Linked DNA regions of Ctenopharyngodon idella: region 1 is linked to region 2. The links are chromatin contacts, called in public Hi-C maps. All regions are on one chromosome and are shown on one strand. Each heading gives the region's core, a stretch centred on a gene start, on an enhancer-like site or on the middle of the called end of the contact. The rest is flanking DNA. Distances are from core to core; before and after follow the strand shown. Region 1 holds the start of dtnbp1b (dystrobrevin binding protein 1b). Region 2 holds the start of pard6gb (par-6 family cell polarity regulator gamma b).

Region 1 (2,700 bases), core at 46-2,545, 300 kb before region 2:
CCTAAATGATCACAGAATTGTCATAACTATCCCTTTAAAGAGCCTGAAAGAGTGTCACCATAGTGTTTGTACCATCAGAGGCTCCTGTATTCTGAGCGTGTGCTGCCCTCATCAGGCGAAACAGCTTTCAGTATTGTTTCAGTCAGTCCTCCACAAATTCACAGATTTTATATCAAGACGTTTTTTTTCTTGCATGAAAACATTTATGTATACAATTACAATAATAAAGAGCTCATAAATTGTGCATTTCTTTCATATTAAGGATTAGAGTACATCGGCTGTAGGCTACAAAAGAGATATTATGCAATCAGGTTTAATTTGGTTCTTATGGAACACAACTGGGATATAATATAGAATGTATCTTCGTCAAGGCCGTAACCTTGAACATTTTGATATTGAACAATGATGTTATAACGCTGAGGCAGTCCAGCCTAAAAATGTAACTTTTTAAAACTTTTTATGATCCTAACAACAAACCATTTCACTTGGCTGTTACAGATTAAAGTATATGAAATTCAGATGAAAGGCTTGCATGGGCAATACATATACCGATCATAACTTTGGAGTAATTAATATATTTTAATATTGTCTCTTATCTCTTATTTTTGAAGTCTCTTATGCTCAAAAATAACTGTTTTCTATTTTCATATATTTTAAAATGTAATTTATTCCTGTGATGGAATTTTCAGCATCATTACTCCAGTCTTCAGTGATCTTTCAGAAATCATTCTAATATGCTGATTTATTTCAATGATCTTTTTATCTTTAAATTTTAATGTGAATTTTGCTCTATTTCACCACTAGATGGCATAAAAGTCTGGCGAACTGTGTTCTTTGACCTGCCACATATATTCTCTAGTAGTTTATCTTCATTTAAATCTGCTTATAAAACATACTGAAACAAACTGACTACTGATGCTGTTTTCACACACTTAGCTTGTTTTCTCATTAATGGTCTTGACATGCAGACAGTAACATTGACCCAAACAAATCCAGTCTGAAGACACAAAGATGTCTCATCCCAAAAAACCAGGACAGCATTTTTGAGTCTGTTTAATAAGTACCATGACCCAATAATCTAATGAGGACATGGTTTGTGACTTAAAGGGTTAGTTCACCCAAAAATAATGTCATTTATTACTCACCCTCATGTCGTTCCACACCCGTAAGGCCTTCATTCATCTTCAGAACACAAATTAAGACATTTTTGATTAAATCCGATGGCTCAGTGAGGCCTGCATTCACAAAACACTGCTTCGGAGCTTTGCGAATCGAATCAATGACTCGGAGCGCCAAAGTCACATGATTTCAGCAGTTTAGCCGTTTGATAGGAGATCCGAGTCACTGATTCGATTCGCAAAGCTCCGAAGCAGTGTTTTGAAATCGCCCATCACTATATTGTTGAAAAGTCGTTATTTTGTTTTTTTGGCGCACAAAAAGTATTCTCGTCGCTTTATAATATTAAGGTAGAACTACTGAACTCGCATGAACTGTTTTAAATATGTTTTTAGTACCTTTATGGATCTTGAGAGAGGAAATGTCATTGCTTTGAATGCAGGCCTCACTGAGCCATCGGATTTAATCAAAAATATCTTTGTGTTCCGAAGATGAATGAAGGCCTTACTGGTGTAGAACGACATGAGGGTGAGTAATATATGACATTATTTTCATTTTTGGGTGAACTAACCCTTTAAATCATAAAACAAAACATCATCTCATAATCACATCTGAAAGATGCAGAGGAAAGTGACAGAGGTAGTATTAGCAGCGTTTTTATTTGTTTGTTAGGCAACACATAGCAACAAGATAAAGGACACTAACAATGCTTAGCAACCAGGCAACTTTACAGCACCCGAGAACACTCTAGAGACCCAAGATTTTCAAACTATTTTAAACTTTAAGACCAGGGTTTTTCCAGTCAAAATCAATGAATTAATACACACTCGAGGTATGTTTTTTTTTTTTTTTTTAAGAAATGAATCCTTTTATTCAGCAAGGACACATTGCATTGATCAAAAGTGACAGTAAAGATATTTATAATGTTTAAAACATTTTTATCTCAAATGTTTTTAACAAAGAAGATAATCGAAGGAAGAAGATAACAGGAGAAACGTGGTAGTCAAAACAACACAAGACAAAGAACTGAACAAACAGGGCTATACATACACAGGCAAACACGGGAACTAAATGAACAACAGGCAAACTTAATTAGTGATTAACTGGCACACGAGGATTTCTGGATCATGTGACACTGAAGACTGGAGTAATGGCTGCTGAAAATTCAGTTTTGCCATCACAGGAATAAATTAAATGTTTTAATATATATTAAACTAGAAAACAGTTATTTTAATTTGTGGTAATATTTCACAATATTACTTTTTTACTGTATTTTTTAATCAAATAAATGCAGTTTTGGTGAGCACACATAACATATATACAACATATACACGCAAGTGTATAAGGATGAAGGATGAAAGAGTACATTTTCACTAAAATACTCTCCTAGAGAGTCTAGAAATTCATTAAGCTGGAAGATTCAGTGTTAGGGAAACTAAACATCTTTAATCCATCTACTGTGTAGGCAGACAGTGTTTTCTATGGTCACAGTTAGATTATTGTCATAGAGATTGGGTGATCAGGGCCATCATGTCTGAGCAATTTATCTTTACAGAGTAATGCTATTAAAAACAATCAGGTGAG
Region 2 (2,700 bases), core at 197-2,696:
GTGTACTGTACTTCTCATTTTTTTTGTTTCCCACTTTGAATGGGAAAAACCGTTTAGTATACTTTTAAAGAGCAATGAGAACTTGTTTGAGGGCACAGCTATACCAGAACCACGTCACATCTGAGCCAAAACAGACTCATTGCATCAGTGATTTAGCTGGGTGAAAGAGGAAACATCCCGCAAAAACACAACAAAGGCAGGGATGGAGTATAAATAGCATAACGATAATGTGTGTGTACTTAGAGGGTATGCATGAAACCCTTTAATTCAGTGCACGTGTACTGCTCGGTTTAACGCAAGGCAGATTCTTTTATTGTGTAGCAGTGACATCTATCGGTCAATGTAAGAACAAGCAGTAAGTGTACCACTAGTATTTGACATCTGATCGCACGTACACCGTAAGAGAAAATAAATAAAACAATAAAAAAAACTCCACAAGTCTCGTATAACATATATAAAAAAGTACTTTATGAGTTAAAGTAATATAAAAACATTATGTTGCCATGACTTATTGATCATATAATTTTTTACAGAATTCTAAGTATTCCTTTTAGAACTCCCGTGTGTCTGTATTCTTGAATCTTGACCATAAGAGACCAGTTTAATTTAATTAAACGTGCAAATCAAAATATCTACTAAATATATTCATCTTGGTTGTAATCACATTTTAATACGCCTAGTTTATCTTCAATCTTGAGTAGGCCTACTAGTATAGAGAACTCATAGTCCCAGGATGTTTTAGGAAGTTTTAAGTTCACAGATAACATAACATGTCTTTTTTATTATTGGCCAGTGGTATGTTTGCCGAAGAAGTTACTAAAATAACATTCTTGGGCCAGAGCAGCTGTCGGGAATCGGCGCCTGAGAGCTTCCCTGCAATGCTGCACATCCAGACATCCTGTATGAATGTCTGTAATATTAGCCTAACATCGCCTTCTAAAAAGAGCGCGCTTATAGTCGCTTTACTGTATGTAATGTTGTAATCCACATTTATATGTGGTGTGTTAATCAGGAGATATTACAAATCCTACTATAGCTAAGGAATAGCTCATGAATAATAATAATAACGTCGTGCTAAAGTTGCTTGGTAACCTTCCTGGAGCGTCCAGTCACGTGATTCTATTAATATTCATAAGCCAGCCTTCGCAGGAAAGGACCGCCCATTTTCTGAGGAGAAAACAGGTCCCCACTACCTATTAATTTCTTGGAATGAAGAGCAATTTCCATTTTAGAATGTTTTTAATTTTAAAAAAGAAAAAAAAAACATGCCTTATTTATTTATTTATTTATTTTAAACTAAACATTGACTTCGCCAGCTAATTTCCGCCCACTTACTAACGTTCGCTTTTCAGCCAATCGTAACCCCTACCGGACCTAGCGTCACGTTACGTATTTATTATTCATAAGCACAGCCTTCACCATAGTAGGACTGGTAAACTCGTCGGAGTCGTTGAGAGAGAGGGAGCGATGATGTCATATGTGAAAACTTAGCCCACTCCCCCTAGTGAGAGGCGCTGATTTGCCTTTCACATAATTTTCTGCAGAAGTTTTGTGAAGTGACCGACACAACGCGACCTCACGTTAAGAAAAACTGACATATAGCCTCCGAGGACTAACTTTTCCGCATCTGGAAAGTGAATATCAGACGTTCAATTACGGGACAGGCTTATAAATCGAGCCCATCATCCTGGACGGGCTGAAAAGTTTCAAGCGAGCGAAATGAACCGGAGCTTTAATAATAAATCGCAATCTTTGCGTAGCTTGAACATGAACGCTGTGGAAGTGAAAAGCAAGGTGAGTTGTATGAAATGCATGCATGAAAACTGTTTCACGAGAGTAGTTTCGTTGCATAGTTACACGATGTTGTATATTTTTAGATGGGAAAAATAGGGATGGCTAACTTTGGTTAGCCCATGTCAAATCATATTCTGCCATATGAAATAGTATGATAGTTTACTCATTTACTTAAGCTAAGTCATTTTAAAACAACGTTTTCCTCTGCTTTGAGAATTGCTTTTTGTTTCATCAGCGTTTTCTGCTTAACTTTTGGTCAGCTTCAGTAAAATGAGTTATAATACAACCGTTTTGGCACTTGAACTGTCACATTAATGGATAGTGTTTATGATTTTCACGATTCTAGGTCTCCAAAATTACATAAAATCTTCAAATTATCAAGCACAAATCCTGTTTCAGAAATGTGTTTCTGTGGTCTGGATGCAGCATGTGGCTTTCAGATGGGAGCTTTCTGCTCTTGCATTCTCTATGCTCTCTGAAGTTTTGTTTGTTTGTAATTTTCACATCATTTCAGGTTAAATACTGTCTTCATTAACTTACCAGCTGTCCGAAAATAGTATCCAAACAACACAAGGACATATTTACAAATGACAAGAGCTAACACAAGAGCTGATTCATTGGGATGGGCTCTTTTATTTGTCAGTTGGACAAAGTGGAATTTTGTTTCTTCTACTTATTTACAGCACAAACTTAAACCACTGGTTAACACTGATACTTTATTAATCGCATGAGGGAAATGGTATGTCTGTCTGTCTCTGTGTTCTGTCTATCATTCTATTGTAATAGTTCCCTTGAAGAATAGCATGATCGATTTATCATCACTCAAAGTGGAGCCATAAAGGCTTTTCATACACAGTAATTGTTCAATTTGCCTGGGGAAATATCCGACAAAGCTTCAACCGACCC

Evidence for each region. A called contact is a pair of places that touch in the nucleus more often than the background predicts.
Region 1: a contact with region 2 is called in a Hi-C map of muscle, with 5 times the contacts expected there. The contact joins the promoter of dtnbp1b here to the promoter of pard6gb in region 2. A contact is called at or near these places in 2 of 2 Hi-C or Micro-C datasets (both in muscle).

Annotation. Positions count from the first base shown.
Region 1 is chr19:20,786,522-20,789,221 of HZGC01, reverse strand. It overlaps dtnbp1b (dystrobrevin binding protein 1b), which reads left to right and starts at 1,295. Exons shown (of 6, transcript XM_051872638.1): 1 at 1,295-1,644.
Region 2 is chr19:20,486,656-20,489,355 of HZGC01, reverse strand. It overlaps pard6gb (par-6 family cell polarity regulator gamma b), which reads left to right and starts at 1,446. Exons shown (of 3, transcript XM_051871860.1): 1 at 1,446-1,794. The coding sequence starts at 1,720.